7 separate regions of the Mus musculus genome follow, and all the other regions are linked to region 1. A link is a contact called in public HiChIP or PLAC-seq and Micro-C data. All regions are on one chromosome and are shown on one strand. Each heading gives the region's core, a stretch centred on a gene start, on an enhancer-like site or on the middle of the called end of the contact. The rest is flanking DNA. Distances are from core to core; before and after follow the strand shown. Region 1 holds the start of Tm9sf3 (transmembrane 9 superfamily member 3). Region 2 holds the start of Zfyve27 (zinc finger, FYVE domain containing 27). Region 3 holds the start of Marveld1 (MARVEL (membrane-associating) domain containing 1). Region 4 holds the start of Avpi1 (arginine vasopressin-induced 1). Region 5 holds the start of 4933411K16Rik (RIKEN cDNA 4933411K16 gene). Region 6 holds the start of Ankrd2 (ankyrin repeat domain 2 (stretch responsive muscle)). Region 7 overlaps Sorbs1 (sorbin and SH3 domain containing 1).

Region 1 (3,298 bases), core at 344-2,843:
AAAAATATGTGGGCAGTGTTTGGGGAAGACATCTGTTTGTCAACATCTGACTTGAACACACACACACACACACACACACACACACAAGCACGTACTAGCACAATATACATAACACACACATACACAAACTTCCAAAGAGGGGTATACAAATTTTTGAAGCAAATCACTCTTGTAATGGTTTGAATATTAATCACTTAAGATTGTTTTCTACAGGCAAACTAGCATGCTACCATTTAAAATGGTAGCAGACTTTTCCATTTGTAAGTGCTTCTTGGATATGTCATGCCAATGAGAGCACATCTAATTCACCTTTTAAAGAGCTGTCTGGTTGGTAATACATTAGCAGTTAACAAACTAAAGAAGCAAACTGGGTCTAGTCTTTCAGCAAGTCACCCAACCTGTGCATCTGTCACTTTTCTGTAAGTGGACACACTAAAGGTACCTGTTGCATAGGGTCTGTGTGAGTATCAGAGTGCCTGGCAGATGAAACCATTACTGATGATTCCACTATGAGTTCTAACTATTCAAGATGTGTTTTGGACAAAAAAGACATAATTTGATTTCTTGGTAGGAAATCATGTTGGTACTCCTTGGGAATGGACAGGGAAGGAAGATTGGTAGTGGGGTCTTCTTCAGACTTCTGCACAGTATGGTGGTATAGAATATTGGCTGTGAGGTATTACACGACCAAATACCAAAACCTGCCTGATACGGATGGATGAGACAATCTTCCTCTAAGTCCCACATTTAGAGAAGTGTCCTTCTGATCATTTCTGAGTCCGTAGTACGTTTTGGTTTGAGATGGGGCCTTGCTACGTAGCCTGGCAGGCTTGGTACTGAGCCTGTAGATAAGGTTGGCTCCAATCTTTCTGCAATTCTGCCTCTGCGGTCCTGGTGCCGGGATTACATGCCTGCACCGCTATGACCCGATTATTTCGTTTTGTTTTCTTTTCTTCTTTTGTCTCACGCTGTAACCCAAGCAAGTATGCAATAAACAACAATCAGTCCAGCTTCCCGAATGCTGGGGCTTACAAGAGTAAGATACCAAACTTAGCTCCTTATTACTACCGGCTCAGATACAGAATATGAGATCAAGTGATTGGAGTGCTGAGGAACTTCCGGACACATTTATGATTGAGGCTGAGAAAAACAATACGTAGGCAGATGAACAAGAATGTCAACTTAGCCCAGATCTCTTGATTGCATAGAAGTCTATAAACAGTACACGGTGATGTTTAAACACCCAACCGACCCTGTCCAAGTTTAATAATCATCGTCCATAAAGAAGCTTGCGGAGCCCGAGGTTAGAGGGAAGGGGTGTTCACGCACGCCGTGGCGAGCTAGGCGCCTGAGCCGATGTCACCCCAGCCCGCCCGCAGCCGGGCGCGCAAGGGCCCAGGCCCAGGTCCAGGCCGAGGCTGAGCAAGCAGCACAGCAGCGGCGACTCGGAACCCTTCAACCCCGCGGCCTGCGCGCGCCGGCGCCCCACGGCCGGCGACGGTTGCGGCCCCGCGTCGGGAGGACTTCCGGCGTGTGCCGGGGTGGCCGGATGACGTGGCTGAGTCAGAGGAAGAGGCTCGGAGGCCGGGGGGCGGGGGCGGCGCGGAGCGGGCGGTGACGGCGGCGGAGGCAGCGGCTGTGCCCGGGCCCCGTGCGTCTGTCCGCGCCCGGTGGATGTGAATCGGCGGCGGCGGCGGAGGAGGAGTCGGTGGGCCGGCGCCCGGCCTGTGGGAGCGCGGAGGATGAGGCCGCTGCCGGGCGCTCCTGGCGTGGCGGCGGCCGCCGCGTTGTTGTTGCTGCTGCTGCCCCGGGCTCGGTCTGACGAGCACGAACACACGGTGAGGCGAAGCGAGCCGCGCGGCCGCCCCCGCCCCAGCCCCGCTCCCAAGCCTGCCGCCCCGCCAGACCCGGCGTGGTCCGAAGGCCCGGGGGGCCCGGTGCAGCCCCGCGGCCGCCCGAGCGCTCCTTCCGGTCGGGCATGGCGGGGCCGGATCCGCGGGAGCTGGGAGGAGGCATTTCCGAGCACTCGGGGCTGCCTGGGCCTTGCTCCGCAGCTCCGCCTCTCGGGGCTGCTGCCCGGGGATCGGCCCGGAGCGGGCTCTGGACCCGGGAAACTGGACGCTGTGCACACAGCACGGCGGAGGATGGATGCGTGGTGATCCAGGCGCTTGCCAACCAGGAAATACCCATCGCTTCGCGCAGGGCTCCGGCCTCTTCCTACCCTTCTCTCTCCCTCTCGCCCGAACCGGATTTAAACCGTGGGGTGGGGACAGCTTTAGGGAAGTGGAGGTGTGAACGGTTTACACGCGGACACGTCTTCACCCTGCACGCACTCGGTCCCCAGGACTCCCTTGCAACTTTCTCCGCGCTCCGTGAGTGCCCAGAGGACGCCCTGTTCGGGTGGTCGGTCCCTAACTGGGACAGCTCTGCCCTTGTGTCACCCAGCCCTCAGGCCACACCCCCACTCACTTTTGCTTTTGGCCTGAAGTTGATTGGCGGTTTATTTAATTGTATCTTCACATCAAAGCTCGCCTATTAATGACTCTTGGAGTGACTTTCACCTAGAGCTGTAACGCTGTGGAATTCACTTATTTATTTTTTTATTCAGAATGGTAGACGCGGGGAAGTGTGGAAAGTCTGATAAACCTAGAAGATTGCTTGGCAAATTGGAGATTGTTTCAAGGTTTTTATCTGTATTGTGATTTTTTTTTTTTTGCCCGAGTAGTTGTGTATTTACTAAATTTAAAATATGTGGAGAACGTTTGGCTGTAGCTGATCGGTGACAAAATGGGAGTACGCTGCTTTTAAGGGGCAGACGTTAGATTTTGTTTGTAGTGAACAAAACTTTGTTTTGATTAGCCAATTAAAAACTCTAAATTAGGCTGTTGTATTTTCAGTCACTGCTAGAATCTAATTGCATGTGTATGCGAGTTTTTTTTTCCAGAGAAACGTTGAATCAGTAACTTTTTTTCTGCGACACTTGTGAATTTTCTCTAAGATATTTTTGGTTTCCTTTAAATTTCAGCAAGTATAGTAGTTTAAATAGTATTTGCCTTTTTTTTTTTTTTTTAACAGTTGAGTTTCCATGTAAAATCTGGAACTTGTTGTTAGTTTTAGATCGACCATATAGACAGAAATTTATGTTCTACTTTTTGAACTTTCTATTTTATACTGCTACTAAGAGGGAAGACTTAGTTTATAATATAATCAGTTGTAAGTGTACAAAACTAGCATAATCCACAAGTTTTGTGCATGGCAGTTTCAATGAGAAAAATTTTAAAGCTTATTTATTTTTATT
Region 2 (3,298 bases), core at 275-2,774, 910 kb before region 1:
CAAGATTTTAATATTAATTACATTAATATTCAGAGAGAAAAGGGAAAAAAAATCCCTACATCTGCTCTAAGCTATACTAGGCCAGTGTCTTTCCAGCAGTCCCTAAGAGGAGCTTATCCAACTACAGTCCTGATGAAGACCAAGTGGTTCTCAGTTCCCACCTTCCCTGCATAGCGCTGGAACACAAGTAGACCTGAATACACCTAAAGGTCACACAAGTCTCCCCAGAACTAGTCATCGCTAGAGCAGAAAGGATAGCCCAACTACTGCCTAGCTGGCCAGAACTGCTAAAGACCAGGGAGACAGGAGAGCCCAGAGGAAGAACAAAGGAACCCTAAAGTCTGTACCTTAGCAAGTATCGAACACCGTCCCCTGCATCCTTCAGGGGTTCCAGGTAGATCTCCAGCCTCTTGTAGGACAGGACCAGGTTGAAGAGATCAAACGCTGCTGACTTGGTAGGGGCAGGTGGACACTCAGAGAGAACCTCAGGCATCCCGCTGGGGCTCGCCTCCGGCCCACTCAGGTCCCGATCCGAAGTCTGCATTCTGTAATCGTAAATCCCTACACTCACGATGCACTTCCAGACTACAACACATTTCCCCCTTGCATTACAGTTCGTGTGGTTCCTAAGGTTAACTGTGAGAGGTGAACGCGAATACCCATCTCACACTGCAAGAAATTTTATTCCTACTGAAGTAGGAAGTAGCAGGGTGAAGGGGATGTCTTCGCTATAAAGCCTATCACTCTTCATGAGCCCCTCCAACGCTCCTTTCCCTCACAGACCTTTCAAGAGCATATAAACCATTAATAACCAGGTTGTTGAAAGAAGGCAGTAGGTAATGCCAAGAGAAAAGATGTCCTGTGACATCTTTCTCCTATCTTTAGCTCCTCCTTCAGGTGTCAGGGTAAGGGGGACCATCTTGTCCTGGGAAGTCTTTATGAACGCGCCAGTGTACACTGGGAGACCCTTACCAGGGCTCCCAGAGGTTCATGAATTTCTCCTAACAACACTCTTATCACGCTCTTAACCCTGGCTCCCATTCATCACTTGGAAAGGGGTCGACTGGACCCCAAACTCTCGACAGGACGAGCTAGGGAGAAAGGGAACCCAAGCAAGCGCGAGACAGGCTTAGCAGGTCAGTGCCGACAGAGGCCCAGACCACCAGCCTGTCTGAGGCCGCGCAGGGCAGGACACGCCTAAGGTCGCTGTGCCTGCAGGTGGCGACCCACACGCGGTGGGAGGGCCGGAGGGCCAGGCTCCGTAAATAAATACAGTGAGGCTGGGGCGTCACGGTCGTCACCTACCCGGACGCTGTCCCAGGAAAGGAAGAGACAGGAACGGCCAGGGGGACAGAAGGGCCACCAAGCCCCGGAGCGGTCCCTCAGGCCAGGCCCGCCCCACCCCACGCCACGCCACGCCACCTCCCACCGACGCTCCGAAGTCGCAGGTCCACCCGGGAACCGTCTGCCCCTCCACCGCCGTCGCTTCCGGGACGCGACTCACTCTGCGGTGGCGCGCCCGTGACGTCACCGCGCCCGTCCCGCCTTGGGTCCGGCCTCCGGGCTTAGCTCCTCCCACCCAAGCGCAGGTGAGCAAGCGCGTTGATACTGCGCCTGCGCACTCTTCCCTCCTTGGCTAATTTCTGGTTAACTCTGTTCCTGCCACCCAAGAGATGACTCGTTTAATGCCCGGGAGTCCTAGGACCTGGGAGCCAGCCTAGCTCCGGAACATTACAGCAAGGACAGTTAGAGAGTCTAGCGTGGTGACACACTTGTAACCACAGCCTTTTGGTTTCTGAGGCTGGAGTATTGCAAGTTCAAGGCCAGTCTTGGCTATGGGAGCTTCTGGCTCAAAAAAAAAAAAAAAAAAAAAAAAAAAAGTGGGGCGTGTGGGGGCAGGGATGGAGAAGGATAAAAAAAAAGAAAGAAAATGTGGATAGAAGCTCTGAGAACCTAGGGAAGACAGAAAACACATCTTGTATGTCAGGTGCCTATGGGTAGTGCCATTTTAACGGTGAGAGAGCCCCTGGCTTGCTGCAGGAAGACACAGCAGCACAGAAACCAGCTGTCTGCTATAGTGCTTGCCGTGAGAACGCAGAGACAAACTGTACACGACACTGAAGTTTCTCTAGTAGTATCAGTAATTTCGAGGGTTACAACATTAGCAGAGACGGAACGGTGGTCCGTAGCTGCTGTGTTCAAGGTCCTGTGCAGGCCGTTCCTAGCTCTATCCTCTTCACATCTTGTGACCCAGCTGTTGTCCCTTAAAACACACCTCCCATGGGTTTCCATTTAACCAGCAGGCAGGCAGTACACTAAGCTTTTTGTGCACATTATCTTATCTGTTCCTCCTTCAATAACCCTATCGGGGTTATCACCATTTCACAGATGAGGAGTTGTAGTCATGGTAAGTAACTTCTTTAATGTCACAGCACATAAACTGCTCGGAGCTGGGATTTGAGCCAAATACATCACTGGATGCCAGCAACCCCAGCCATACCACCACCCACACGAGGCTGCATCCACTGGCTTCATCTGTCCTGCTGTTCTCTCTCAGGTGCCTCAGTCTCAGCCAGCTGAACCCTCTTTGTTACCTGCAAGGGCCCTGGACTCTTGCCAAGTCCTCAGATTGCTTGTCACACCTGCCTGCCCCGATTCTTGCTTCCATCCAAACCCAAGCAAGCCATCATAGCAGGAGTCAGCTGTGAGCAGCCTTCCCTAGCTGTTCAGCCGACAATAACCCCTCCTCTGAGCTACCCCAAAGCTTCACTGACATCTCGTCCAGCATCTCTTTTTCAGAGAGACAGGCACGCCTGCTCTCCTCAGCCAGGACTCAGCTGCACTGGGAATCTGGGCTCTCCTCACTTCCTTCAGGCTGGTCACTGTCCCACAGGCTCTGAAATCTTTACTCTCAGTAATACCCCTTCGCCTGGAGACAAGATGCACAAGAAATTTCTTTACCTCCACTTTTGTTTCCTCCTCTGACTTGCCCGCTCTTCTGCTCATTCCTCACCTATTCAGCCCTCGCCAACTGTAATCCCGTCTTCCTGGGTCACCTCTGCCTTTCTGGCTGCCACACCCAGCGAACATTTCCAGTCTTCCTTGCAGGAGCTCTCAGCAACACTGGACACTTCGCTGTTCTTCCTTTCCCCACCTGAGCGTCCAGGAGACCACCTCTCTTGGCCTCCTACCCTCAAGGTCTCCTTAGGGTTTTTCTTCCCTTGAATGTCATCTATCTGCCACCTTCCTTGCTTCTAACCCTCCCTGGGGATTGCATTCACGTTCACATTCACCATCA
Region 3 (3,298 bases), core at 417-2,916, 880 kb before region 1:
CCCTAGACAACCCACTGCTTTAGAGGAAAGAGTGTGCTTCTAATATTAGAACAGCTGTTTGGAAGAGCGGGATCTGGGTTCCCAAAGAGGTGGGCAGCACCTTAATGATCGCCGTTGGCCACGTGGGATCCCCAATGCAAACATATTTATAGGTGGAGTGCGGCGGAAGCTAGTGAGTGACATCTGAGAGGCCAGGGAAGTTAGTACAGTTGGCCCAATCTGAATGAACACCAAGGATTTAGGCGGAGAGAAGACTTGCGTCGTTAAGTAAGGTATAGCCAGCAGGCCTTTGCTATCCACCACTTCTGTAGCTGACTCCACCCAAAGACTTCGTAGACGTAGGGCTGCGCAGGGAGAGAGCCAAACTACAACTAAAGACGTCATCCATCATCCATCCTAGCACTAGCTAAAGCCTGTCCCCAGCTCCTCTTGCAGCTGCCTGACTGCATTCTACACCTCCCTAGGCTGGAAGAGGGGGCAGGGAAGGGATGCTCTTCCGACTGCAGGGCAGGAGGGAGGGGGCAATGGCGCAGTCCAAAGACTGGTTCCAATTTGGGAGCCTCCCCCGGATCTACGCGGCGGCGCCTGTCCACGTCTAGCTCTCGACAGGGAATGAGGAAAGGGACTTCCAGGCTTCGCCTGAAGCGGCCCAACTGGGTGTGTGCGTCGGCGCCTCGGATGGCTGCGTGGGTCCCTGGAAGCTGATATCTGGGCTGAGCTGCGGTACAGCAGTCAGACTAGAACTGAACGTCGGGGATCCAGGGCGCGGGCAGTGGAAACGCAGGCAGGGAGAGGGTGCAGGGGCACACCGGCACTAGGCGGCGGCAGGAAGGGTTCGGGAGGGATTCCCTAAACCGATCTGGGCCGCGGTGGAGCGGGTGGCCTCACACCACCTCCTCCTTGCCCTGGTAGCGACGGCAGCAGCCGTAGAGTGCCGAGAGTAGGTAGAGGCCGAGGCAGAGGCCGCCGCAGACAGAGGCCGCCAGGAAGGCATGGTAGGCGCAGGGCAGCCGGTAGTTCTTGAGGTTGCAGTAGCTGTGGCGCTGCGTCTGGTCGATCATGATGCCCGTCGCCGCCCCGTAGAGAGCAGCCGCCAGCAGGTCGTGCGCCACGTTGACCACGAGCCAGCGCGAGCCCAGCACGGGCACCAGCTCCTGCTTGCCCAACAGCGTGATGAAGTAGAGCCCCAGGGTGAGCAGCCAGAAGAGCACGGACACGAAGAGCGCGAAGTGCACCGGGCCCTGGTACTTGCTGGTGGCAATGGTGATCCAGAAGGCGGCTCCGGCCAGCAGCTGCAGCAGCCGCAGCACGCCCAGCGGGCCGCGCAGGAAAGCCCGCTGCAGGCGCAGGGAGCCGCGGGCCGTGCGCGCCTGGGGCGGCGGCTGGCGCGGGGGCGGCGGGAGCATGGCCCCCGGACGCGGCGGCGGCGGCGGCGGCGCCCCGAGCAGCGGAATGGCGGCGCCTTGCTCGCGGGGGCGGCCCGAGCCCGGGCCCGCTGCTCCCGCTGCTCCCGCTGCTCCCGCTGCTCCCGCTGCTCCCGCTGCTCCCGCTGCTCCCGCTGCTCCGAGGCCTGCCCTCCTCCCTCTACTTCAAGTCCTCAGCGCTGCTTCTCATCGGCACCCTTCCTCCCTTCTCTCCTTTTTCTCCCTCTCTCCAGCCCTCCTACTCGCTCTTTGGCCGTCCCCTTCGTTGGTCTCCACCCCTCCTCGCGCCTCCCAGCTTCCTGCCGTCGCGCCCTCCACCCTGGCTACCCCCCCTTTCTCCTCCGCTCCCATTCCTTCCTTCTGCAGCCAGGGCTGAATGCCCGCACCCCCCTGGCCCATGACAGGCCTTTTGCCCAGGCTGCTGGGCCAAGTTTGCCACATCTGGAGCCACCCCAGCCCTTCCTGCCTCGCAGGCCTGGCCGATCTTAGGTCTTCGAGAAGAAAGCTACAACAGCCTCTGCCCAGCCTGTGGCTGGACCCTCTTGATTCTCTCCAGTCACAGGAGACTGGAGACATAATTCTCTCCCATCGAGGCGTCCCATCAAGCCTGAGTAAGCAGGAGGTCTGAACTGACAGTTGTTCTCACTGGGACATCCTCAGTACCCTTCACTTGCCCACCACAAACTCGCCTGTCCAAAGCTGGTCTCAGACTGTCTTGCCATGAAGGTCTCTTGGTCAGTGTAAGAAAACTATCACTCACTGGAGGCCCAGCTGCCTTACCCACAGCGCACAGAGCATAGCAACGCCAAACACTTCGACCATTCCTTCCTGGCCATCTTTGCGTCTTGCTTAGATTAAAAACATGTCACCTAACATGGTCAGGACAGGCCTAGGTCTCAGAGATGGCATGTCCCGTATGCTTAACTATTGACCTAGATGGCAAGGATCCCAACGATGCCAAGGTTCATTGACATTACAGGGCCCTCTCTATGTAAGCTTCCCGCGACCCAAGACAGGAGAGCAATAGTTGTTTTCATTTTTCCTGAAGACTGAAGGGTTTCAGACCAGGAAGCCAGAGATGGCTTCTCTGCTCTCCACCCCACCAAAGAGCCAACCTTTGTGCTTCAGCAATGTTACACAACTGACCTGGCTGTTCCCAACCCAGTATGGAGCTGTGTCCTGTCAATGTGGCACATTACATAATCTGTCCCCAACCAACTTCCAGTTTCTTGGGTTTTTTCCACTTCCTTCCCCAACTCATGTCCAAACTCTGTCACTTATGAACTGCAAGTTTCCCACATGAACTCAGAATGCTCTTTATTTTCCAGACACTCCCTCACCAGCAGACATACCCAGTTTAAGCACTTACTGGTTTAAGGTTGAGCTCCCCACATTGACAATTATTTGTTTGTCTGGGCCTCCATTTGAATCATCCCTAGTTCTGAGTCTACTACATCAAAAACTGGTCTATTCTGGCTTATCCATCTTTGCCTGAGCCTGGCATGTAGGAGCCCCTCAGTACATACAAATGGAGTTGCTTGCCAATTGGCTGCAGGAATAGTACTGGACCTAAGTGTGGTGATTTGAATAGATACATCCCACATAAACTCACTGCTTAGCCCATAAGGATTGGCACCGTTAAGAGGTGTAGCCTTGTTGGAATCAGTGTGGCCTTGCTAGAGGACCTGTTTCACTGTGGCTGTGGGCTTTAAGGTCTCATGTGCTCAAGCTGGAACACTGTGGAACACAGTCTCTTTCTGCTGCCTGCGGATCAAGATGTAGAATTCTCAGCTCCTTCTCCAGCACCATGTATGCCTGCATGCCACCATGCTTCTTGCCATGACACTGTAACAAGAGTTTTAGTGGTAAGGGTA
Region 4 (3,298 bases), core at 528-3,027, 860 kb before region 1:
TCTCTTTACGTGTATTTTTTGCTTGAGTATATATGCACCGGGTGTGTGCTTGGTACCCTCAGAGACAGAGAGGGGCATCAGATCCTCTGAAGCTGGAGTTACAGAAGCTTGTGAGCTGCCCTGTGGGTGCTGGTTAAGTGCTCCTTAACCACTGAGCCTTCCCTCCAGCCCCCTTCATCTCCTCCCTACCTGGGAGTTTTATAGAAGAGAAACTAAACTTAGAAGGTCAGCTTTGACGTGAGGGAAGTCAGGAAAACTTTCTGCTTGCACCTGCTGCCCAGACAGGCATCCCTCCGGACATTTCTGGACAGGAGCACAAGCCCCGGATGAAGGAAATCAACATCCCTCCAGGTTGACAGCTGGACCTGGTGGTACAGCTCTATTATGCCAGCACTCAAGAGGCTGAGCCAGGAGGATGGAAATTCCAGGCCAGTCTGAACTACAAAGTAAAACCCATCTCAGTGAAACAGAAAGGCAGCCGGACAGATAGACAGACAAGAAGTGGCACACAGTAGCTCAGGGACGGAGCATTTTCTCAGCATGCTCACAGCAGTGAAGAACTAAAAAAGAGCCTCACAGATCCCCTGCAGTCATTTGTCCTTTCCAACCCGGCTTCCTTGGAACTGGTGAGACCTTCTGAAAATGCAAATTTAGTGCCACGCCACGGTTGTTGTTGTTGGTGGTGGGGAATAAATTAACCCTTGTAAAGGGCTGACCACATTATAGTCACTCTGTAAAGACTTGTAAAGACCGCAGAATGCCTATTCATAAGTACAAATCACTCTATTTCCTTGCTTATAGAGCCTCAGAGGGGCAAATGCAAACGTCACTGCCTACCTACATCCTCCCACCATGGCTACCTTGCTATTTATAGCGGATCTCCAGGCCTTATTTTATCCCTCTGGAGAAAAGCCGTCCTGGCTCCAGCGTGCTTTCTTCCCTCTCTTCCTTTATTCTGCCCAGGCCCATTCTTCCTCGTTCTAAAAACGTTAGCTCCTTTCTTTACTGGTTATGCTCCTTCTTGTGGCTTCCAGGACCTCTCAAAGATGCTTCCTTCCTCTTTACCTTCTTTCAACTTCATGTGATCATGATTGTAGTCACATACCAAGTGGTGGTTCAGTGTTAGCCTCTGTCGCTAGGCTGTTAACTACCTCAAGGTAAGGGTTGCAGTTCTCTTACAGCCCGTCAAGGAAACTGAACTGGAAAGGGTCTCAGTGAAAGATGTCCAAAGAGCTGTTAAGTTCTCCTTAGGTAACCAAACTGGCACAGTCGCTACAAGATTTGTAAATCATTCTGAATGCAGGCCCAGGAGGCCCGGGAGGTGAAGGGAGTTTTAGGAACTGTAGGTTATGAGGATCTTAACAGTGAAACCCTACGCCACGTGCGTTGGACTCGACCCAGAGAAAAGGGGCACTTGTCACGTGTACCCTGCAGGGCCCGCGGTCTCCAGCCGCACCCCGTGTCAGGAATGCGACCCCGCCCCGCCTGCGTGCCCGCAAAGCAGAGCCCGCCCCTGGGACTGACGTCAATCAAGGGGGCGCCTCCAGGCGTGGGGAGGGCAGGTGAGCTGGGAGGATGGGGAGGACCCGGAGGACACGCCCCTCGCCGATACTCCCTAGATGATTGGACTCAAGGAATCTCCGCACTGGGTTTGGAGGCGGGCACGGGAAAAGGGAGGGATAAGGCACGCCCCTCCCCCCTGCAGCAGCTGATTGGTCCGCGAAGGCTCCGCGTTCGATTTGGCGAAGTTGGCTCGGCTTCTCGCTCTAAGGCTGTGACCGAGGATTGGCTGTTGAAGGGGCTCGGAGCACTTTCTCTGAGGAACTGTGGCCGTGATCCAGGTGGCCCGGCCAGGCTCCCGGCTGCGTTCCGCCTGCCTCGGGCAGCTAAGGCAACCAGGTAGGTAGGCCACGGTCCGGCTCAGCTGTGCGTGGGAGCGCGCGGGCCGACGGTCGCAGCTGGGAATCCGCTGGGTCTCACATCCTAGATCCACTTAGGGGCTTCTCTCTGTCAGTCGCCACCTTTGAGCCCTGGGGCTCACTGTGGTGGGGATGTCGTCCTGTAACTTCGGCCAAGATATCCTCTCTCAATCTCTTAGCCAGCCAGTCACCTCCGCTTGGCCTTTGTGATCACTTTCAGGGCAGGAGCCCAGAGCTGCGCTCGCCCTTTTCCCAAAGCCCGAGAGAGGTTACAGTAGGCGTCTTGGCCGCCGGATCCCGATTGGGGTCTCCTGGAACTGGCAATAGGTTGACCCGACACCGATCTAACTTCCCAGAGGGCTCTACTCTAGCTCCGCTTGCTCTAAGTCCAGCGAAGAGGCTGGCGTGGGAATCCTGTCTGCGAATCAGTGGCGACCTCCAAAACCCCCAGACGAAGATGGCACGGTCTTAGAGGTTTCAGAACCTTCTGCCCCCACGTTTCTTTTGACCACCTTCTCAGCCACCTGGAAAGAATGAAAGTAACACTGGTAAGGCGCCCAGGTCTGACCACCTGGTTAATAGCCTAAGATCACCTACCAGCCTTGTGGAGTTGAGCAAGTCACCACTTCAAGAGGTCAGCTTTTTCATCTGGAAAATGTGTTTAACAATAGTGCCCGCTAACAGGGGATTAGGATGCCACCTGACAGGAGGACCAAAAGGTCCTCAAAAGTGCTCTTCTTGCTTGACGCAGCAAGCTTCCTTCTATGTAGCCATGGTTTTAAAAGTGCACAGATGAGCCTGTCTTTGAAGCCCTCTGAGTAGTTTGTACGTCAGTGCTAAATTAACCACGGCCATGGTTCTATATAGTCTTGTTAATAGCTTTCTCTTCGCATCATTTTTCATTCAACCAATGTACAATGTTGAGTGTCCACAGTAGGCCAGGTACTAGGATGGTCATTCATATTTCATCTCTGTACCCAGTGAGGATTTTCCCTCTCACTATTTTGATTGATGAACAAAGCAAAGGAAAAGTGACTTGTCCAAGGTCACTCAGTGGTCAGCGTCACTGCCACCTTAGGGGTTTTGAATTCTTTCAAAAGGATCTTTTCCTTGCTCTGTTAGTTCATTTTTCAAGTCATGCCTGAAAATGGGTCTGGAGTAGGGGCCCAGTTTCTTTCTTCACTTCCAAGGCAGAGAAGCGTCGAGTTAAGAGCTCTATAGTATGTCCTTCCTTTAATGCCCAATTCAAAAGATGTTGAACTTTGCCATCCTCAGTATTTACTCTGGGGGTTCATTCTGACGCTCTAGGGTCCATTTGTAGTGTTTTGCGACAAGTCCTTACTTGCTTGGTCTGTGCACGGATCCGAGCTTATCTTCTA
Region 5 (3,298 bases), core at 331-2,830, 790 kb before region 1:
GATTGGATTGGGGTCTCTGGCAGTACCCTAACCCAGACCAGGGGAGGCTGTTCTGATGCTAAGTCTGATGCAATGGAAAGGGCCCCAGACAAGGCCCACTTGCAGCACTGCTGGGGACATACCCTCTCTTCCAACCCTGCCCAGATGTCAGTTGACTACAGAGCCCCTGGACACAGAGTGAGGGTGTGCAGGGCTTTATTGGCTCCATTCAGGCATGTGGAGTCAGTGTGGGGCTTGTGGTTGCTCCTGTAATCTGCCTCCTGTCTTCTCTCGTGGGTCATCAGGGCCTTTGGGCTGTTGAAGCTGCGTCCTTTCCTCCTTCCCTCATGACCTCTGCTGGGGCCAGAAGCAGCAGGAATTTGGTTGGCAGTCTCTTACCCTGACCGCGTAGGTTTCCCCATAGAAGAGAAAACAGGCCTATGTATGAGAGCCAGCCCTGTGGGGGGCAGGGACACATGGTTTCAAGAGCCATAGATTGGGTTTCTGCGGTTGGGCAGATTATGGCTCTGGTGGCTTGGGTGACCTGGCTGACCCTGGTGACTCTGGTGACTCGAGTGACCTGGATGACCCTGGTGGTTGGAGTGGCCCAGATGAGTCTGGTGGCTTGAGAGGCCTGAATGACCCTGGTGGTTGGAGTGGCCCGGATGACTCTGGTGACTTGAGTAACTTGGATAACTCTGGGGGCTCAAGTGACTTGGATGATGACCCTGGTAGCTGGAGTAAACGGGATGACTCTGGTTGCTCTGGTGGCTTGGATAGGAATGGTGGCTTTGGTTACTATGGCGACTCTGGCTATAGACTGTGTGCGATTGGTTGGCCCCAGCTACTCCAGTTTCATGGTGAGTTAGGAAATTCCCTTTCAGTTTTATCTCCACCTCCTCCAGAGCCTTCAGCTCTTCTGGGCTGATGTTCCTGGATTCTGCATGGCCTTTACGACGGTGAGTTGTGGAGCGCTGCAGCATGGAGTTAGCCACGCGATGCCCCTTGGCATCAATCTCCTTCGTACAAGCTGCCACAGCAGCCCAGGTGTCATCCTCCATGGACGGGGACTTCCCTGACTCCCTCTGCATCTCTTTGGTCATTGAGCTTCCAGATATCTTCTGTTTGCTGGCAAACGAATCTCGGTGCAGAGCCGCGCCCCTTTCTCCGTGTTTGGTGGTGAGGGTATCCACGTGGAGGGTGGTATTGACTTCCCCATGCCTGCTTTCAGGTGAGTGGCCATTGTTGCTGACATAGCGGTAGGTGGGCAACCTCTCCTCGGATAGGCGGCTGAAGTGAGATTTGATCCAGCTGTCATTTGCTCGGTGGGATTCCAGAGGCTTGTCTTCTGTAGTCTCAGTGGCTGCCTTCCTTTTCTTCCTGTGAGCCCACAGCATGAGGCCTCCACCTCCGAGCAAGAGAGCGGTCCCCAGCACCACCCTGCATGATGGTTGCTGGAGGAACCCCAAGAAGTCCTCCAGGGCCCTAGGCCTCACAGAGAACTAAGAGCACAGTGGGAGTGCTGGAGCCCAGATGGTAAGGTTCATGCTTGAAGGGACCGGAGCCCTGCAGGTATCTGGCAAGCAGGCCCCTGCCTCGCCCTCCCTAGGATGCCCTCTGACACCTCAGCAATGAGCCCCATTGTGAGGAAGGCAGCTGGGGGTGGGGTGAGGCAAGGCCACCTCATCACTCAGACCTAGTCTGGCAAGCTTCCTGTAAGGATCAGGTCTTGTCTCCTTTTCTCCATAGAAAGAAAGATAGCATCATTTAACTCTTCTGCCTCCCACTTCCAAGGCTCTCTGCTCTTCTGTTCTGCTTAATTTCCAGTCTTCGGTTTCCCTTGTTCCTGTTCCTGATCTAGTGGCCGCCACAGGATAGAGGATACTGAGTCAGTTTGGCCATGAAAAACTGGGACCACTCAATTAGACTGATATCCATCCCTGGTCAATAAGTGTTGTACTCAATACCCACGACCCATCTCTGCTGTCAGCACAATATCCCTAGCTCTATTACAGGGAAGAGTCCAGAAGGGAAAGGGTCCGGGAAGGGGCTCATATGGAACAATGTGAGGTCACAATTGAGAACAAAGAATAGGCTGAGAAAGCAGAGCAGGTAGGACTGACTGCAGGGCCATCCCAGGGTAATTAAGCTACATCTTGCCTGAATAATAGCCAGCAGATACAGAATTTGCCCCCTGATAAACATGACAAAGTTTTGAGCCTGGCTAGCCTGCTCAATCTTGAGTAACTCCTATGTATATGGGGCTAGAAGCAGGCCTGTGCTACTGTTTCCCTCAAGGCAAGTAGCACACTTAGAGAATGCCAAATGGGGGCTGGAGAGATGGCTCAGCGGTTAAGAGCACGGACTGCTATTCTGAAGGTCCTGAGTTCAAATCCCAGCAACCACATGGTGCCTCACAACCATCTGTAATGAGTTCGGATGCCCTCTTCTGGTGTGTCTGAAAACAGCTACAGTTTATTTATCTGAGAGAAAGAAAGAAAAAAATGCCAAATGTTGGCATTGGAGAAGCTGTGTTGTTTGTAGCTAGAAAAAAAAAAATACTAGACAGTTAAGAACACTTACAGAGGTCTTAAGTTCAATTCCCAGCAACTACATGGCAGCTCACAATTTATCTAATATGGGATCTGATGTCATCTTCTGACATGCAGAGAGCTCATGAACATAAATATATTTTTTGTTGTTTTTCTAGATAGGGTTCTCTATGTGACCTTGGTTGTCCTGGAACTAACTCTGTAGACCAGGCTAGCCTCAAACTCATATCCACCTAACTCTGCACTACCCCCTGGCTGGAAAAAAAAAAAAAGTTGTGGTATCTGAGAGGCTGGAAAGCTAGGTCCAGAGCACTTGCTATTCTTCTAGAGGCCCTGAGTTTGGTTTCCAGTACTCGTCCAGCAGCTCAGTCCTCTGTAACTCCAGTTCCAGTGGATCTAACACCTCTGGCCTTATCTGGTGCCTGTATTCACATGCCCACGCCCACATGCAGACACACACCTAGACACACTTAAAAAGGAAATAGTCTTTAAAAGTTGTTGCCAGTCATGGTGGCACACAACCTTTAATCCCAGCGCTCAGAAGGCAAGGGTAGACAGATCTCTGTGGGTTCAAGTCAGCTGAGTCTACAAAGTGAGTTCCAACCTCTTACCTGCCTCAAAAAAAATGTTATTTGAAACATTTCCTTTAAAGAAGTAATGCTTTTTATATACACAAAAATGTTTTCTCTTTGAGAAGAAACTCTGGTCGATTCTATGTGGGGAAGGAATAAGGCACAGCTAGAAGCTTTGGGGACCTTACCTCTCCA
Region 6 (3,298 bases), core at 264-2,763, 770 kb before region 1:
AGGGAGAGGAGCTGGGTGAGAAGGCTGGCACTGTGGGTACCTGTGGCCCTGCAGCCCTGTGGCTATATTTGTTAGATGAATGGATGGGGGAGGACCGTGTCCCCTCACAGAAGCTTCCAGTGTCTTGTGGCCACACTCCAGAGATGACAAGCAGATGACGTTCCTGTCCAGCAGCAGCAGCCATGGGCACACGCTCTCGGGGGAGGGAGGAGCGAGATTCCTGGGATGCTCGGCTGCTGTCCACACTCCCCTTGATAAATCTGAGCTCATCACTTCTCTTAAATGATGGGGGCCTCTGAGTTCCGATAGGCTCCCCCTTCCCCCTCTAATAACATCAGCAACATCAGAACCGGCTCTATAACAGGTCAGACAGTGGCACAGCACTCTTAACAGTCAGTGGTCCTCACTGCTCACGGAGCCTGCACCTCTTACCTGGTCTTCTCTGGTTTGTCCTTGGCCCTCTTTCTAGCCCCAGCTCTTGGTGTCTGTCACACATTTTCATGACCACTTTTATCTATCTGCTGTTTAGCCTCAAGTACCTCTCCCCACATCCCGACCACACTTCTTAATCCCAAAGGTCCAGCTCACACTCCATCCTGACCAGAGTAGTCCCAGAGGACCAGAAGGGCTCACCCACCCATTCATCACTACTCTCCATTTTCCATACGCCCGTTTCTGCCCTCTGCCTTCTTCTTAGTTGATGATACAAATAAAAGGTTACAATTAGTGCCCACCTTCGCCCTACGCACTGGACTCTAGGCTCCTGGTCCTCTACCCCCACCCCAGGGGGGGGTAATCTCACCATGTAGCCCAGGCTGGCTCCACCTCTGAGATTATAGGATTGTACCACCACACCTGGCTCAACTGTTTTTGAATAAGATGTAGAGCAGGACCAGTCAGTAGTCCAGCCCCACTTAACTTAGCCAAGAGAAAACGTACCCGTGTGTGCATTAGGCCTCTGCCAACAGTCCTGGCTAAGTCCCAGCTGCCCTTCCCCATCTCCTTTCCTGACTCCTGTCAGTTTGCTCTCCCGCAGCAACCAGCCCTGGCATCCAGGGGACATTCTGTGTGTGTGTGTGTGTGTGTGTGTGTGTGTCAGGACCTTACCTTTCTGGTTTTCCCAGAGAATACTCATCTGTCTTCTCTGTCCAGTCCAGTCTATCTCTTGAAGCCCAGGTGAGTGGGCAGGGTCTCGGGAAGGCCTGCCCCCTCCAAGTGCCTGTTTGCGGGGCTGAAGCCCCATCTCCCACCACCCACAACCATGTTAGGAACATCCCGCTTGGGCCCTGGGAAGTAGCATGTTGTCTGGACCCAGGTAGCAGCCGACTTTCCCTTCTCATGACAGCACAGATGGACCAACCGTTAACCCTGAGGCCCCCCTCCCTCCCTCCCCGACACCCTTCACCTCAGCTCCCACCTCAGTCTCTTCCTCCTGGGCAAGCCGCTGCTCGATGAGCTCTGTGGCTCTCTGCACCGCCTCGGGCCCCTCCATGGTACCCTCCATGACTGTTTCTGCAAGCCACAGGGCATGGGGTCTTTATAGGCCCAAGCACCCACCCCGCCCACTGGGCGCCTTTGTCATTAGCTCACAGGCTCGTTTCTCCATCTGTCATGAGCTTACTAGCTCAACTCTCCACCTGCCTCCCCCACCTGTCACCTTCACCTCGGACAGCCCCAGGGAGCATGGGAAGCCACTGTCCAGGCCAGGGAACTTGCCCCTCCCCTAACCTCTGGCCTACCAGAGCCAGAAGGCACACCGCCCCGAAGGACAGCTGCGGGAAAGAGGCCTGTCCAGTGTGTCCTCAGTGCTGGGAACTGGCTAAGTCTTAGCCAGGGTGAACGGGCTGCAAAGGACCTACATGCTGCCATTGGTCTGGCTGGAGTGCCACCTGCTGGATGCCCAGAAATGCTGTCTAGCTTGTGCCAGGCAGGGGAGCCTGAAAAACCAAGTATGAGCCCCAGCAGACCTGTGGGCATCCGAGACCTTCTCCAAGCAAGAGCTGGAACGGCTGCTGCCCTCTGGTGGCTGCTATGGGTCCCATGGGCCCTAGGGAAACACGGCTATGCTGCATGGCGTGTCCATTAGCCATGAACAGAACCTGTCCATCTGTTTGTTTCATCTTCCTGGAGTCCTCAGCAGAACCTAGTGTTGTTTTAAGAGCTCAGGAAGTCAGAGTTCAGAGCTAAGGCCATCTCACGAGTACTAGGCGATGCCAGACTGCCGTGGGCGGAGCTGGTCACACTCCCCGAGAACAGAGAATACACAGAGGAAAGGCAGACCTGCACTTGAGCTCCTCGCCTGGGACTCCCAGCCTGGAGCCCGAGGTCATTATGAGCTAGGTTTAATCTGCCAGTGGACTACAAATGTTCCATACTTCTACAACTGCAAGTGGCACCCGAGATTCCCCTCTGGTGATGTACACAGTCCTGCAGAAGAAACAGGAGGAGACAGCCCTGTCTGTCTCTGGCTCGCACATTTCTGGAAGCTTGTCATCCCACGCTCTGACACAGCATCCCATGTGGGCCCTGTGGGGTGGTTGCCACATGGCTATGCTGCCCTCTGTGGGTGCTCCTTCACTTTTCCTATCTGGACCGCCCCCCAACACACACACACACACACACACACACACACACACAGACACATAATTGTCCCAGCAACTGCTGCAGGAGGCAGGGTGGGAGGCACCATCTCTCCATTAAAGGAAAGCAAACTGTGTTCAGAGGTGAAGTGGCCTTTTTCAGGACCCACAGAACACAGCGAGGTTGGATGAGACTAGGGCCCCCAGGAGGAGCATCAGTTGGATGCTCTGCTGTGCCCATCTGCAGCCAAGCCAGCAGAAGCTCTGGGCTCCGGCTGGCTGGCGTGCTGTGAAACAGGAAGTCATGTGCTAGGCAAGAGAGGAGCAAAGGCTTTATTGATAAAATGCAGATGTGTCTGTACACAGGGCCCCGCTGGGCTATGACCAGGCTTCGGACCCCACCCTGCCTGGGTTACAGTTGGGGACAGCCCTGTGCAAACCCCTGCCATGAAGCCTGGCTATCCAGCCACCCGCCTCATCTCTGCAGATTGTGCTGGGTGCAGGGAGAGGCAGAGAGGCCCACCTGAAGCTCCTTAAGCCCTGGGGCCCACCGGGCTCCCTCCCCATCCAGGGGACTGGCACTGTGCCCAGGGCAGAGTCATGGTGAGGGATAAAGGGGAGACAGCAATTGCTTCCAACCCTGAGCAGAAAACTGGAGTGAGCACAGCGTGGCACCAGATGACAGGTCGCCAGGACGGCCCCCATGGCTCCAACCTGTG
Region 7 (3,298 bases), core at 276-2,775, 760 kb after region 1:
CGGTCTCTACCTTCAAGGTCTGGGATTGTGGGTGTGCCATCATGCTTGGTTTATGTGGTGTTTCCTGTATCCTAGGCAAGCAGTCTCCCTGTGGAGCGCCGTCCTCCATCCCTGTAAGCACCGTTACAGAGAATGAAACAAGGGCAGAAGTTACAGAGCCCGTGAGGCATCTTCAAATAGAAGACTGGAGACTAGAAAAAGAATATTGCCAGGTGAAGCTGTGTTCCTTGATCCACTGGGCACCCGGAGCAGGGCAGAAGTGATGATTTCAAAGCCAGGGACTGCTTTGGTCGTGTGAAAATGCCAGTGTGTTCGCAGTTTGTCTCCCCAGGCTGATCACTCAAACCCTGGATCTTTTTCTGTCTCATTCTTTCTGATTTGCCCCGTCTTGTCCTCACAGAGTCCTCCTACCATCTCTGTCCTCGGGGAGAAGTGGGGTCACATCACATGCTAGAACGGAAATGTGCACGAGAGGAGTTCAGATGACAAAAGGGACAGAAGTTGGGTCAGGTAGCAGTTGGGGCTTGATCTGCTCTTCAGGGTTTCAGGTCTTGGTGATGTCATTCCCACCGTTGCCCCATCTTGCCAGTAGGCCTATCTAAAGTAACACACTGCTCTAGCTACGGACGCCTCATTTTCTTGAATGAAGAGAAAGTTCTGATGCTGGTCTCAGGGATGGCAGGCAGGTAGAGCCCTGCTTTTATATGGAGCTTTAGCTTAGGACGTGTCCTACAGCTGGTGGCAGTGCACAACAAGAACCCCAGAACTGGACTGCAGTTTGAGGGCAGTTTGGGCTATGTAAATATCGCATACACGCACACGCACAACATCTAACATGGTTAGAGATGTAGATCAGTTGCCTAGCATGTGCGGGGTCTGGGCTTCTTACCTCAGCACCACTCTAGTCTATTTCATTCATTAATTAAGTGTTGTTAAGGGAGAGAAAGGGGCCTGGTGTCCCCTGACAGGCAGGCAGTCAGCAGTGTGTTTCTGGTATTGAGGTAGGATGGGTATATTTGCTCTGACGAGGTAGGAGGGGACCACTCAGGCAAGGCGGGCACTTCAGATATAGGTGAGGGATGTGGCGTCATGTCTCGTCCAAGTTGGGAGCACAGGGCAAACAAGTCTAGTGATGCATGTGAGGCACGTGCCTATAAATGGCCGATCCAGCACTGACTTCCTGTGAGGAGACTTCCCAACAGCCTGAATTCTCAAGATCAGGAAGGAGTGAGTGCAGGTTGCCTGAATGCTGGTACTCGCGAGCATTGGGTGCTTAAAGCTTGACCTGTAACTGGCTCTGTCAGCCATTTGCCTTACTGTCCCATTTTTTGCCTTGATGTTCTATCTGGGTGGGGGAGGTGGGTGTTGTGCCTTATATACGGTGGCTACAATAGGAATAGGTGTTGAGTAGATCCTGCAATTGCCCTTCTGCTCACCAGTCAGCATGAACACTCATTACTCATTTATATAGTACCTTGTGCATTGATTATTCACGGCAGCCTGGAGGGCTGACCTTTGAGCTTGGTTTCCCAGTGTGAAAGGGCATGCACTGTAGATTCCAGAGTGTCTCCTATTGCTTAGAGTCTGTGTGGTACTTGGGAGCTGTGCACATGAGCAGTTTCCTTCTCTGATATACGAACATACAAAATCATTTGCAGGTTACCTTTCTCTCCATGGATTCTCTTTAGTCAGGGCAATGCCAGGGTTGGGTGACTGTCTCCTGTGAGCACAGGATGTATTGGCCAAGGCTCACAGTTTGTTTTAGCAAGTAGGGTGGGAAATGGGGACATTTTCCTGATGTCTTGTTCTTAGGGAGTCTTTCTAAGGCCAGGGCAGCACAGATACTGGGTTCTCCTGCTCTTGGCCTTGCTTCCTAGACAGTGAGCATGGCAGACTGTGACAGGGGACTGGCAGGATCTTGAAGGTAGAGGATGAGGTAGGTAGGACTGGAACTGGAGCTGGGAGATCTAAATCACTGCTCCAGTGGCCTGGTCAGTAGAGATCTGGGAGAGAAGCTAAGGCCAGAGTAGGAACTGTTTTTAAGCCGAACAAAGAGAACAGAGGCTCCGGGGATAGCAAAATCCCAACAGGGATTGAAATTACAGAAGCTGGAGGAAGCCGGGAGAGCCTCAGGCTTCCGCAGGGTTTGGTGGTGTCTGCTGAAAATCAGATTGCCAGGCCCTCAAACCCTGACCAAGGTATTGTAGGCCTTCTCAGACCATTTTCTGTTTGCTTTGTGGTACATGGTGCATAAGTGAGCCAGCACTGGCAGGTGTGAGGGGGCGAGGCCTCTTGGGAACTGGGAAATATTAGTCATCCCTGCGCACTGATAGAAGATATGCGCCTTGTCAAGACAGCTGTTGTGGGAGGCCCCACGGCTGCCAGCCAGCCTGCATGACAGTCCACGTTCTTGGCGTTATCTTTAATTATTAAAGTTCTGGGCTATTTAAGTGCTCACCTGAAGGCTCATTGTGAATAAATTTTCCTTTCTCAGCTCGAGCAGAGGAGTTTGTGGTCTGTGGTTCTGCATTCCACAGGTGGCTCTCGCAAGGAACCCTCAGGAAAGATGCCCTTGATTGCAGGGTGCAGACCTTGTGGGCTGCGTGCGCTTGCTTTTGAATTTATTTTAAGTGAGTCCTTAATTTTGTGAATATAGCGTTTATTTATTTATTTATTTTTAACTGTAGGCCAGTCAGAGAGACTGCTGCTGGAATATGTAAAATAGTTAATCCGTCATTAAACGGCCAGGAGCCTTTGATTGGTGGTACCCATGGCAACCTGCATAGCGTTTAGGGATCTTTTGGGATTCTGGACTTCTCAGAAAAGATGGAGCAGGAAGTTTGGGGGTGCCTGAGAGCTTACCTGCTAGGCTTGCCCTTGAGGCTAGGGTTAGGGTAGGGCTGAGCCAGTCCTCCAGAGGTTGGAGGTCAGGAGTGGGCTAGACGGGAGGAGAGTAGAATTGGAGAGGAGACTCAGGTTCCTTTAGGGTTGGCTCATTTTTTATTGTTATTGGTCTCTGAGTCCTGGTGTTTACTGTCCTCTCTCCAGCCCCAGGACTTCAGCATGTGTACGTCCTTGGCCTCCTGTACTCTTTTCTCCCTTCATGTCAGCTCCGGTCATCCTTGAATCTCATCTGAAGCACCATGTGCTCTCGGAGACCTTTGACCCTGCAGACTAAATTAACCTCTTAGTGTCTCATGGTTCTGTAGCTCTGGACAGAACATTCTTCATAGCATTTGTCTCAGCTGCTATGTAAGGCTGGTCGGTGTGCCCATCCCACCAGTCTGTTGGCTCCCTG

Evidence for each region. Hi-C and Micro-C count contacts between places; a contact is called where the count stands out from the background. HiChIP or PLAC-seq counts read pairs in DNA pulled down with a chosen protein or histone mark.
Region 2: a contact with region 1 is called in an H3K27ac HiChIP or PLAC-seq map of thymic regulatory T cells, with 7 times the contacts expected there. The contact joins the promoter of Zfyve27 here to the promoter of Tm9sf3 in region 1. A contact is called at or near these places in 3 of 39 promoter capture datasets (erythroid cells, liver and pre-B cells), 2 of 484 Hi-C or Micro-C datasets (B cells and regulatory T cells), 6 of 115 datasets of contacts at active chromatin or transcription factors (extraembryonic endoderm stem cells, memory CD8 T cells, pancreatic cancer cells and 3 more) and 2 of 9 other capture datasets (adipose tissue and liver).
Region 3: a contact with region 1 is called in a Micro-C map of embryonic stem cells, with 3 times the contacts expected there. The contact joins the promoter of Marveld1 here to the promoter of Tm9sf3 in region 1. A contact is called at or near these places in 3 of 484 Hi-C or Micro-C datasets (embryonic stem cells, liver and uterus), 5 of 115 datasets of contacts at active chromatin or transcription factors (bone marrow-derived macrophages, extraembryonic endoderm stem cells, large pre-B cells and 2 more) and 1 of 9 other capture datasets (liver).
Region 4: an H3K27ac HiChIP or PLAC-seq map of extraembryonic endoderm stem cells shows a contact between it and region 1. The contact joins the promoter of Avpi1 here to the promoter of Tm9sf3 in region 1. A contact is called at or near these places in 2 of 484 Hi-C or Micro-C datasets (liver and uterus) and 5 of 115 datasets of contacts at active chromatin or transcription factors (bone marrow-derived macrophages, extraembryonic endoderm stem cells, memory CD8 T cells and 2 more).
Region 5: an H3K27ac HiChIP or PLAC-seq map of embryonic stem cells shows a contact between it and region 1, with 5 times the contacts expected there. The contact joins the promoter of 4933411K16Rik here to the promoter of Tm9sf3 in region 1. A contact is called at or near these places in 2 of 39 promoter capture datasets (hippocampal neurons and pre-B cells) and 1 of 115 datasets of contacts at active chromatin or transcription factors (embryonic stem cells).
Region 6: a contact with region 1 is called in an H3K27ac HiChIP or PLAC-seq map of large pre-B cells, with 5 times the contacts expected there. The contact joins the promoter of Ankrd2 here to the promoter of Tm9sf3 in region 1. A contact is called at or near these places in 2 of 39 promoter capture datasets (liver and pre-B cells) and 2 of 115 datasets of contacts at active chromatin or transcription factors (embryonic stem cells and large pre-B cells).
Region 7: a contact with region 1 is called in an HNF4G HiChIP or PLAC-seq map of pancreatic cancer cells. The contact joins the enhancer-like site here to the promoter of Tm9sf3 in region 1.

Annotation. Positions count from the first base shown.
Region 1 is chr19:41,262,299-41,265,596 of GRCm38.p6, reverse strand. It overlaps Tm9sf3 (transmembrane 9 superfamily member 3), which reads left to right and starts at 1,593. Exons shown (of 15, transcript NM_133352.2): 1 at 1,593-1,838. The coding sequence starts at 1,743.
Region 2 is chr19:42,168,793-42,172,090 of GRCm38.p6, reverse strand. It overlaps Zfyve27 (zinc finger, FYVE domain containing 27), which reads right to left and starts at 1,524. Exons shown (of 13, transcript NM_177319.3): 1 at 1,306-1,524; 2 at 348-545. The coding sequence starts at 544.
Region 3 is chr19:42,145,757-42,149,054 of GRCm38.p6, reverse strand. It overlaps Marveld1 (MARVEL (membrane-associating) domain containing 1), which reads right to left and starts at 1,666. Exons shown (of 2, transcript NM_183195.2): 1 at 1-1,666. The coding sequence starts at 1,406. The coding sequence ends at 885.
Region 4 is chr19:42,127,472-42,130,769 of GRCm38.p6, reverse strand. Avpi1 (arginine vasopressin-induced 1) reads left to right here and starts at 1,777. Exons shown (of 3, transcript NM_027106.4): 1 at 1,777-1,899.
Region 5 is chr19:42,050,510-42,053,807 of GRCm38.p6, reverse strand. It overlaps 4933411K16Rik (RIKEN cDNA 4933411K16 gene), which reads right to left and starts at 1,580. Exons shown (of 1, transcript NM_025752.2): 1 at 180-1,580. The coding sequence starts at 1,376. The coding sequence ends at 462. The region is part of intron 1 of Hoga1 (4-hydroxy-2-oxoglutarate aldolase 1); the gene reads right to left.
Region 6 is chr19:42,034,242-42,037,539 of GRCm38.p6, reverse strand. It overlaps Ankrd2 (ankyrin repeat domain 2 (stretch responsive muscle)), which reads right to left and starts at 1,513. Exons shown (of 9, transcript NM_020033.2): 1 at 1,418-1,513. The coding sequence starts at 1,504. It overlaps Ubtd1 (ubiquitin domain containing 1), which reads right to left. Exons shown (of 3, transcript NM_145500.3): 3 at 2,899-3,298.
Region 7 is chr19:40,498,363-40,501,660 of GRCm38.p6, reverse strand. The region is part of intron 1 of Sorbs1 (sorbin and SH3 domain containing 1); the gene reads left to right. Among named protein-coding and RNA genes, the nearest start is that of Sorbs1, 14 kb to the left of the region's middle. Within about 2 kb of position 1,525, at least 67 of the 459 cell types and tissues checked have an H3K27ac peak or open chromatin away from gene starts, as enhancers often do. A contact at or near this core is called in pancreatic cancer cells, where this site is marked.